Linked DNA regions of Zea mays: region 2 is linked to region 1. Evidence: chromatin contacts called from public Hi-C data. All regions are on one chromosome and are shown on one strand. The core of a region is the stretch at or near the end of the contact, and the rest is flanking DNA. Distances in the headings are between cores, read along the strand shown. Region 1 holds the start of LOC541988 (calcium-dependent protein kinase 10). Region 2 holds the start of LOC100382689 (Drought and salt tolerance protein).

Evidence for each region. Hi-C and Micro-C count contacts between places; a contact is called where the count stands out from the background.
Region 2: a contact with region 1 is called in a Hi-C map of tassel, with 2.2 times the contacts expected there. The contact joins the promoter of LOC100382689 here to the promoter of LOC541988 in region 1.

What each region holds. Positions count from the first base shown.
Region 1 is chr5:4,962,735-4,968,382 of Zm-B73-REFERENCE-NAM-5.0, reverse strand. It overlaps LOC541988 (calcium-dependent protein kinase 10), which reads left to right and starts at 2,852. Exons shown (of 7, transcript NM_001111639.2): 1 at 2,852-4,130; 2 at 4,275-4,418; 3 at 4,535-4,687; 4 at 4,798-4,913; 5 at 5,026-5,193; 6 at 5,293-5,517; 7 at 5,603-5,648. The coding sequence starts at 3,203.
Region 2 is chr5:5,227,163-5,232,680 of Zm-B73-REFERENCE-NAM-5.0, reverse strand. It overlaps LOC100382689 (Drought and salt tolerance protein), which reads right to left and starts at 3,184. Exons shown (of 1, transcript NM_001175413.1): 1 at 1,808-3,184. The coding sequence starts at 2,840. The coding sequence ends at 1,998.

The DNA.
Region 1 (5,648 bases), core at 1,603-4,102:
CTGCTCCGGTTGGCTTGTGAGGGTTAACATCAGCTGAAACAGATGACACACAACTGTTGTGTGCTGAGGATAAGACAGCTAGCAGCACCTCATCTCGATCATCAGTTTTCTCAGCAAATACTAGCATGGAGTCATGGACGACTCGTCTCCACAGCCTGCATGCATTCGGAATGACTAATACCAACACAGCCTTTGGCATGGCTTCCGCCTGAAGAAATGACCAGATGAATGAAGACAGCATGGCAGATGACACAAGTCAGAGCTCAGGCAGCACCTGCGCCAGCGACAATGTTTGGTTCTTCATCGTTTGGACAGCAGAAATGCAGAATAGCTCAGACAGCATGGTCGACAGGACACCAAAGAAGAGAAAAGGGTGAGCCCTCATCTTGGTAGCAAACCTTGGTCCTATTTGATTAGCTTTTTTTCGACCAGCTTTTTTTAGAATTTGGATGTGAAGAGAATATAGTTGTAGGAAGAATCTGAGTATCATGGTGATTACATGTGAAGGAAGATGAAGTGGTCCAAATGGTTAAGGATCTAGAAAGCGGTGGATTCATACTATTGTGACGACTCGACCAATTCTGTGTTCATGTTGATTTAAACGGGTTTTAACAAAACAATTCTTATAGAAGCGACTAAAAAGCTGAGGCGTTTGTCAGTACGCAACATCTTTTGGTGGTCAGAAGCTGAAAAAAAACAAACAAACAATGCCCTTGTAAACCCGTCCTCCGTCCACGGGGCTGAGTCGGCCTACATGTCGTATAAGGACATGTATAGTGGAGAGACATCAAAACGGTTTAAAAAATAAGAGAGACTCTATTATATAATGTAGTGTCTATAATATATTTTATTAATAAATATAGAAGTAAATGCGTTTATACTGTATCGGATCGATAGAATAGACGATAAATTCGTATAATAGAAATAAGCCGTGTGTTGCTACTTGACTTATGAGCAAGCAATGTATTTGTGAATACAAGTTCAGAACTAGGAGTATTTCAAATGCGTTTTTTTTTGTTCAGTACATTACATCCAGCGAGGTCAGACGTGCAGCTAGGGCTGGATATCGAGCCAGCTCGGCTCGGCTCGTTCGAGCTCGAGCTGGCTCGTTAAGCTAATGAGCTGGCTCGGCTCGGCTCGTTAAGGTAGCGAGCCACAAAGTCAGCTCGGCTCGGCTCGTTTACGAGCTCGAGCTGGCTCGTTTAGCTCGCGAGCCAGAGTAGAAAAAATAATATGTGTATAATAATCAATTTCTAGTTAATTTTAAACTAATTTAACAACAGAAAATAGTAATTATACTCATAGTTTCACAGTCCGCATCAATATAACACCAAATTAACACCACTTATCACTCATCAATTCACTATTCACACACATGTTTAGCAGTTTAACCCACACTTATATTCGCATAGACCATATTCATACATAGACATAATTCATCAATCATTAGTTTAACTTATAGGTTATAGACACCACACATACATATAACATATCCATCAATTATTACGTACATGATATGTATATAGTTTTGTTTTGCTGAAATGTGATAGCTCGTTTAGCTCGCGAGCTGGCTCTTTAACAAACCGAGCTGGCTCGTTAACGAACCGAGCTAGGATGCCAGCTCAGCTCGTGAAAAAATTTAAACGAGCCGATCCGAGCCGAGCCGAGCTGGTCACGAACCGAGCGAGCCGACGAGCCACGAGTATTTTGTCCAGCCCTACGTGCAGCGTAGAATCCGAACTAATCCTTCGTACGCATTGATTGTTCACTCGTCTTTCATGATGAGCTGTTGGGTGGTCAAGCCGGGTGCTGTGTTGTCCTCCTCGCAGCAGAGTATTTTCCGTTCACGTGTGGTTGACTGGTTCTTCTTCTTCCTGAAAGCTACCGCTCGGCACCTATGCAATCGGACGTGCACCTAAATTAGATGTCCAAACGGGCCGCCCGGCCCGGGCCCGGTGAAGCCCGGCCCGCCAGACACGATTAAAAAACCGGGCCGGGCCGGCTAAGCACGCAGGCTCAATTTCTTGTCCGAGTCCAGCCCGTAACGGGCCTAAACGGGTCGGGTCGGCCCGTTTAGCACGAGAAAACGGACCGAAAAGCGGGCTATGCGGGCCAAAAAGCACGTTTTAGTGTAAAAAAGCGGGCTTAGAGCTAAACGGGCCGTGCCGGGCTAGCCCACCGTGTCTAATTTCCTGTCCGAGCCCGGTCCGCTTATTCGTGCCGGACCGGCCCGGGCCCGCATATAATCGGGCCCAAAAAGTGGGCTTCGTGCCGGGCTCTCGGGCCTCGTACTTATTGGACATCTATTGACCTAATTTGGAATATTTCCGGCGCAGCTGAAGCTTGGATGTTAGCCGACACCTGCCGCGGCAGGGAGAGAAGCTGGCTACCAGGCCCGGTGGGACGGCGACGCGCTTTGGACTCTGCACAGAGCGGAGCGGCGCGACCCGGTCGGTCGGCCACCCACGCGCGCGATCAAGGAAGAACCGGGGCAACAGGACAAAACAATTCACGGGCGTCGTGCCCCCTCGCCGCCCCCCACTTCGCGCCCTCTTCCTCCCGGCTCCTGCTCCGGCTCTTTCCTCGCCGCGCCATGTCAAACTCAACAGCTAGGCACCCACGAGTAGCCAGCCACCCAATCATTGCCCCCCAACTGCGCGTACCCGTCCCCGCCTCCTCCTGGATGGATCTCTTTTTTGTTCGCTTCTCCGCCCGTCGCGTCCACACTCCCCCTCACGTAGTGCGAGACTGCGAGGGATGATCACGCGTTTCCACACCATCAGCTCCTGCTGCCCTTTTGTCTTCCCCTCTGGATGCTCTCGTCGTCATCACTTGTTCTTCTTCGAGCTACCAGCTGCCTATCATGGTCATCATGGTCGAGCTGCTGCCCCCACTTGCCTCTCTAATCCTCAGTCCTCTGTAGAGCTGGTCCTCCTACCCCTCACTTTGCCTTGAGCAATTTGGTTTCTAGCATCTGTGGGGTGGCTTGTGGGTGGTCGCCTTGGACTGCTCCTTCCTCCACCTGCCGCGCCGGCAGGGCGACGAGGTCCAAAAGCCTGGTGGGGCTCATCATCAAGAACACCGAAGCGGCGAGAGTGGCATGGGATCTGATCCGAGGCGGAGCTCGAGGAGCTGAGGGGCTGTACGTGCTCTTGGATCCGGTAGAGATTCCGTGCCCTCGTGTTCGTCCCCGGCCGCCGCGATGGGGAACACGTGCGTCGGCCCCAGCATCACCATGAACGGCTTCTTCCAGTCCGTGTCCACGGCGCTGTGGAAGACGCCGCAGGACAGCGACGCGCTGCCCGCCGCCGCCGCCAATGGCCCCGGCGGCGCCAGCCCGGGCCGGTCGCAGTCGGCGCTGCCGAAGCCGGCGTCCGACGTGCACCACCACATCGCCGTGCTGAGCGAGGCCCCTGAGCCCGTCAAGATCGGCGCCTACCACTCGGAGCCGGCGCCCGCCGTGCAGAGCGAGGCCCCTGAGCCCGTCAAGATCGCCGCCTCTCACTCGGAGCCGGCGCCCATGGCCGCCAAGCCTGGCGCCGCCGCCGCCAACGCCAGCCCCAGCCCCAGCCCCAGGCCGCGTCCGCAGGTGAAGCGCGTGTCGAGCGCCGGGCTGCTGGTGGGCTCGGTGCTGAGGCGGAAGACGGAGAACCTCAAGGACAAGTACAGCCTGGGGCGGCGGCTCGGGCAGGGGCAGTTCGGCACGACGCACCTGTGCGTGGAGCGCGGCACGGGGAAGGAGCTGGCGTGCAAGTCCATCCTGAAGCGCAAGCTGGCCACCGACGACGACGTGGAGGACGTGCGGCGGGAGATCCAGATAATGCACCACCTGGCGGGCCACCCCAGCGTGGTCGCCATCCGCGGCGCGTACGAGGACGCCGTGGCCGTGCACCTCGTCATGGAGCTCTGCGGCGGCGGCGAGCTGTTCGACCGGATCGTGCGGAGGGGCCACTACACCGAGAGGAAGGCCGCCGAGCTCGCCCGCGTCATCGTCGGCGTCGTGGAGGCCTGCCACTCCATGGGCGTCATGCACCGGGACCTCAAGCCCGAGAACTTCCTCTTCGCTGACCACTCGGAGGAGGCCGCTCTCAAGACCATTGACTTCGGACTCTCCATCTTCTTTCGCCCTGGTGAGAGTTTCACATAACCTTTCATCATTCCAAATCTGCAGCTACTCAATTTAGAGACCATTTTTCACCACAGCTAGAATTAGAATTCAGAATACTCGTCGCGGCGGCATTGGTATGTCTTTAATCGCTTGAATCTTACCTCAGGCCAAATCTTCACCGACGTCGTGGGCAGCCCTTACTACGTGGCGCCGGAGGTACTGAAGAAGAGATACGGGCCAGAGGCGGACGTCTGGAGCGCTGGCGTAATCATCTACATCCTGCTGTGCGGAGTGCCGCCATTCTGGGCAGGTGCTGCAATGCAACACTACGCACTTTCCACTAGTCCGATGAAACTGATACAGCATTAATTACGCCAGATTTCTTGGCCAATCTCCTTCTCACCGCGCCTGTTTGTCGTCGAGCAGAGAACGAGCAGGGCATATTCGAGGAGGTTCTGCACGGGAGGCTGGACTTCGAGTCGGAGCCGTGGCCCAGCATCTCCGACGGCGCCAAGGATCTCGTGAGGAGGATGCTTGTCAGGGACCCGAGGAAGAGACTGACCGCTCACGAAGTTCTACGTGAGCTAGCTAGCTCCTGACTTGCTTGCCATAACCATTAGTCTCCGTAGGCGGTAGCTGCTGTATTTGCTGAAGCGTGCTGTCTCTGTCTGTCCTGTACCGTCTTTCAGGGCATCCGTGGGTTCAGGTCGGTGGAGTGGCTCCTGACAGGCCGCTGGACTCGGCCGTTCTGTCTCGCATGAAGCAGTTCTCGGCTATGAATAAGCTGAAGAAGATGGCTCTTAGGGTAAGTCGCTTTTGTCTGGACAGGACAGACAGATCCATGCAGATGGTTGAAGGCAGCAGCAGCAGCTTCCTGTCAATCTGTCCTGATATACATACATGTTTCTGTTTTGCAGGTGATCGCCGAGAACCTGTCGGAGGACGAGATCGCCGGGCTGAGGGAGATGTTCAAGATGATCGACGCGGACAACAGCGGGCAGATCACGTTCGAGGAGCTCAAGGTTGGGCTGGAGAAGGTGGGCGCCAACCTGCAGGAGTCGGAGATCTACGCGCTCATGCAAGCCGTAAGCGCACCGCACCTTGTTCCCGTCCTTGTCACTGGCACTGTGACTGCGAGTGCTGAAGGAAAACTTGCTGTTGCTGCGTTCGTTCGTGGTGCGCAGGCGGACGTGGACAACAACGGCACGATCGACTACGGCGAGTTCATCGCGGCCACGCTGCACCTGAACAAGGTGGAGCGGGAGGACCACCTGTTCGCGGCGTTCCAGTACTTCGACAAGGACGGCAGCGGCTACATCACCGCCGACGAGCTGCAGGTGGCGTGCGAGGAGTTCGGCCTGGGCGACGTCCAGCTGGAGGACTTGATCGGGGAAGTGGACCAGGACAACGTACGTCAGCCCCCCCTCCTCCTCGTTCCTTCTTCTCTTCTCTTCTCTTCTCTGCGTCTGAATTGTTCTGGACCTGCTGCTGCAGGACGGGCGCATAGACTACAACGAGTTCGTGGCGATGATGCAGAAGC
Region 2 (5,518 bases), core at 1,935-4,434, 260 kb before region 1:
AGTGCGTTGCATTGAGTCATTGAGTGACACTAGGTCACCGAATTGTAAGCCGGTGCTGCTTCCTACTCTTAAAGTTTGTCATCTCCTATATGGTTTGGAGGTCTTCGTGTAAGCCTATGTAAAGTTGTGCATAGAGAAGGCTTTGTGAAAGGTACCATGCTAACCCCGTGGGAGAAAAGAGTAGCAACGCTGGTAGAGGAGGAACAAATAGCGCCAAGTGGCCTAGCTAGAGTGCTAGAGCTCAAGTGTGATTTATGTTCTCTTTAGTTTGCAAATCCCTAACACTAGCTTGCTCTTGCGTTTTTATACTTGTTATAGTGTTTAATATTGTTCTTGTGACTAGCTTATTCATGTAGTAAAGTAGTTGATCGCTTGTGCTTATAAGTTCGTGCAGCTTAGTACCTTTGCATAGCTTGTGTAGCTAAGTTGTTGTTCTCTCTAGTTTAGCTTGTGCAACTTTACTAGTTGAGCAGTGATAGTGTGCTTTAGGTTTTTATGTGCTTTAGGAGCTCTACTTCACTTGAGTGTTAGCTGCATAGGTTTGTGTAACGTCGCTGATTCACTTGAGCTCTAATTCACTTGGAGGTTGCCTCAACAAGGCTTCAAAGCAAAGAAGGGGGAGTGACAAGCGTCGAAGGATAGCGATCTCCCATCGCTCAGATAGTTGTCCCCCGCAAGGGTTATGACTTGTTACGCGTGTCGAAAGAAAAGCACGAACATGAGTGAGGTTAGCAGGAGCAACGCCCCATAACCCTACCGAGGGTTGCTAGAATAGACAGAGAGAGAGAGTTATTCAGGCATCGCTAGAGGGGAGGATGAGCCCGATCCATTTAGACCTGCTTGACATAGCGAAGGGCTACACTGAGCAAGACTATAGTGACATCTTTGACGCGATATACGACCAGAATAATTGAAGCCGATATGTGAGATCATCTCTCCATCGAGTAGATATGGTGGTGAAGTTATATTAGCATATCACAACAAAAGTGCACCGTTTCTTTACCAGACACGTCAAATATTGTCGTGTTGCGACGAAGTATAAAAAGAGTAGCGGAGAACATCAGAAAGAAAGAGCGTAGGAACTGAGACCGCTAGAAATGCCATGTTGACTTTCAGCCCGATTATATAGATATTTCTGTCGATGGAGTATCAGACAACACTTTATTAGCATGGGAGTACATGCGTTCTTACTATTAGCATATTTTTTATATATATTTAGTTGAATTCTGACTTTCTGAGTACTCCTACGGATCCGGTTCCTGAACATGATCCAGCAAGATGGGACGCGGATATACAGGAGTACATGTACCCTGGCTGAGCACCCCCACCAAAATAGCATCAGTAAATTGATTGGGCGTGCTCCCTTTACGGGCAGCATGCACAGCGACCCCACCTCCGCCTCCGGCCTCAGCGCCGGCCCCGCCCGTGCCGGCCGCCGGACGGCGTACGTCTCGACGGCGACAAGTAACGCGTAGACAGATCGATCAGGTGGTACAGCATATAGTACAGCGGTAGATGCAACGGAACGGTCTGCACCAGCACAAAAAACGTGGAGTAACATTGACTTGACATGCCCATGGCGAGAGCAGGAGCTCAACAGCGACGCCGTGGCGCGGGCATTGTGTGCCTGTCACTGCCTCACTGGTTGCCCGATTGCTGCCGCGCGCCGGACCAGCAGCTGTCCCAACTCCCAATACACGCGAGGCAATGGCGAACCCCAACAAACGCAGCGAGGACAAACAAAGCCTCAAGAAGAAGAAAAAAACAGGACAGAGATGAACAACAATTCATCGGGCCATGGCAGAAGGGACGGGAGACGACGAGACGAGACGTACTAATAACATGGCATACCATACGGTGAGAATAGACAGAGGGAGAGAGTGATCAACGTGCCTACTGAGACCTGAGAGCTAATTAAGCGACACGCGTATCGTACGGATAGGCCGGCACATGATTAACAACCTTGGCGTGGCGTAGGTAGACGACGTATCGGAGTGCTAGAGACTGAGGTTGAGGTCGAGCTCCCCGGCGTCGTCGTCGTCGTCGTTGCTGCTTCCGCCGTCGGCGGCGCCGGCGCAGGAGGTGGTGAGCGTGGTGGTGGTGCTGGCCGGGGACGCGGCTGTGACGGCGGCCGAGGCGGTGGTGCCGTGGGAGCCCCTCCTCCAGTTGAGCATGTCATCGCGGCCGGCGCCGCCGGGCTGCTCGGCCGGCTGGTGCGTGGCGTAGCGCGCGCGGGGGGCCAGCACGGCCACGCCGCCGGCCTCGGCCGTCCCCGCCCCCGTGCCTGTCCCTGTCCCTGTCCCTGTCCCCGTTCCCGCCGACACCGCCGCTGCCTCGTGGGGCGCGTAGTAGTTGTAGTGCAGGCCGCTGGAGCCGTGCGAGGCGATGGGGAACGGCGCCGGCACCGGCACGGCGGGGGCGTACACGTGTCCCGCGTACGACGACGCGGGGAGGAGGCCGCCCAAGACCCCCGCGGACGCGCCCGCGCCCGCGACGCCGTAGTCGGCGGCGGCGGCGTAGGCGGGCGGGGCTGTGGGGCTCGGCGGCGCCGCATTGGGCTGCTGCGGGTGCGGGGTCATGTAGAAGTAGGGGTTCCAGCCGATGCTCCGCTCCTTCTTGTGCGCGTTCTGGTGGCCCCCCAGCGCCTGCGACTTGAGGAACTTCTTGTTGCAGAAGAGGCAGGGGAACAGGCGCACGTCCTTGCCGTCCACGCACGCCGTCGCCACGCCGCCTCCGCCCCCGGGTCCCGGCGGAGGCGGCGCGGGAGGCGCTGGCGTCGGCGCCAGGGACAGCGACAGGTCAGCCGCCGCCGCCGCCTGAGACCTGGAGTCGTCGTCCATGTCCGGATATCTGTGGGAGCCTGGGAGGAGGAAATGAAACTCCTTGACCGAGGCTGGGAGGAGGCTGTTCTGTTGCACGCCGACACGGGAGAGCTGGTGAGGGTGAGCTGATGAGAGGTGAGGGGAAGTGCGGTCTAGTCTGGTCTGGTGGTGGTCACTCTAGCTAGAGCTGTGGGTTTTCTATATATGGAAACGCGGACTAGGCCAGGCGGAGGCCAACAGCACAGCACAACAGCGCATCATTTTTTTTGGAGCTTCAGGTACTACTGCTGCTAGTGCCTTTTTTACATATATATTTGCAAACAGTGGTGGCGCTGGGAGTACTACTGCAAGCCTAGCACTGCAATGCTACGAGAGGAGGAGGAGGCTGTTCAGGGGTACAGCGTACTAGTGCATTATATGATGAATGAACACGTAATAAAGCTGAGAATTCTCACACGAGTGGATGAGGGGAACTCTCAACTCTCCCTGGACATCGAAAGGGGGGATCGACCGACGAAACGACAAGCCCACTCGCGAGCAGACGGGGAATATGTGCTGCGCCTGCGCCTGCGCGAGTGGAGGTCTCCGTCTGCCGGGTCCCGTCGCAGGGGGGCCCCGCGAGTCAGTCGCCGAGGCGTGCGGGCGCGGGCGATTGGGCGGCGAGGGGAGGCGGGCCGGCCACATGGTGCCGCGCCATAGGCGAGGAGGAGGGGTGGAGTGGAGCTCGGGGTCAGATCTCCCCCAGTACCAAGCAATTATTTGGTGCCCCCGCCGCGGGGCCCGCGGGGAAAACGAGGCTGGCCGGCCACCATCAGCAACAGGAGCAGGCAGTAGCGGCGGTAAAAGCCTAAAAGGAAAGCAATAGTATATGCTTTCTTTCCAAAAATATATTTAAGTCTTGTTTTTCTCAAAAAAAAAGTCAAACAGTTTATACTCTGAATAGAGGGGTGATTGGTTTCTATAGAGTGTGACTGATTTTTAGGCCTTTTATTTTATTATCTAAATTATCAAATACGAAAACTAAACGTATTTAATAATTTATGGAATAAAATATAACAAAATAGAATAAATTTGACTGACTAAAAATCACTCTGTAGAAACTAAACATCAACTAAGTTTACATAAAAAGATATAAAAACATAATATAAAGTAATTAACATTAGATCAGTTGCAATATAATTTTTTTATAACAAAATTAGTTAGAAATATAAATAGTATCAGTACTTTTACCATTAAGGGGGTGTTTGAATGCGCTAAAGGCTAATAGTTAGTTTTGGCTTAAAAAATTGGTAGTGGAATTAATTAACTAACAAATAGCTAGCTAACTATTAACTAACAACTATTAGCTAGGGTGTTAGATTGTCTCCAACTAATTTTAGCCAATAACTATTAGCTCTAATACATTCAAAAACCTCTAAATTTGAGCTCCACTGACATGTGTGGATACAAGGGGCCCGGGGTACGCAGTACTACTATAGTAGTAGAGATGTAGTACTGCTAGTTGCGTTAAATATTCAAGCCTGATACGTCTGGTGGTTCTTTCCTAAAAACGGAAGCCAGTCACTCGGACCAAGATTCCCAATCTGTACGTACTGTAGGTGGATAACAGCCTGTGCTCCGTGCAAGCTGGGGGGAGTATTATTATAAAGTCCACAGCATGTACGTTGAGCCTTGAAAGAGACACAGTATACTCCCTCCGGTGCAGTAAAAGAAGTCATCCTGCGCGTGATCGAGCGTGCACAAAAAGAAGTCATAGCGCGCGTGGGTCTGAGATTTGGACGTTGTTGCCCCTAGTAATTGCACAAAAAAAGATGCATTTAAGAGGAATCGAACTTGAGACCTCCAGTCTAGAATGGCTTGGAGCTGCTGCAGCAACCAATCAAGCTTGATTGTTTTAGTGACGTAAATGCACTCATATCCCTATTTAATAGGGACAAACAGGGAAAACTCTATGATAATTAATCACTCCTTGGTATGCACAATCATGTCCTAAACGACTACCTTTACTGCACTGGAGGGAGTATACTTCCACTAATACACTACTGTTGACACCTTTTCGGAGGCGCCAATCACTCAAAAGAACCAGCGGCGGTGCTCTCTGGTCAGGCGCGGACGGTCCGCGGCTTGGGGCCGGACGGTCCGCGACCTGGCGCGACGTGGCGGTGCTCTCTGGTCAGACGCGGACGGTCCGCGGCACAGGGCCGGACGGTCCGCGACCGGGTGCAGGAGCTCGGGTTCCCTGCCTGACGGCCGGACGGTCCGCGCTCTAGGGCCGGACGGTCCGCGCGTGCGCAGGGGCGGCGGAAGATCGCCGGCGGCGCCTGGATCTCGCTCCCGGGAGGGACCCCGTCGGGGAGGAGAGATCCTAGGAGTTGTCTAGGCTCGGGCCGGCCGACCTAGACTCCTCTAATCGACGTAGAGTCGAGAAGAGGCAGAGAATTTGGGGATTGGAATACTAAACTAGGGCTAAACTAGAACTAGACTAGAACTACTCCTAATTGTGCTTAAAATAAATGCGAGATAGAAGTTGTATTGGTTCGATTGTTGGGGGCTCAATCGGCCGTAGCCCTTCATCTATATAAAGGGGGAGGTCTGGATCCGCTTCCAACTGATTTCCGAGTTAATCCCGCAGTTTTAGGTAACAAATCTCGCGAGAAACTAGGAACCCTAACTGACTCTGCGCACGCGCGGACCGT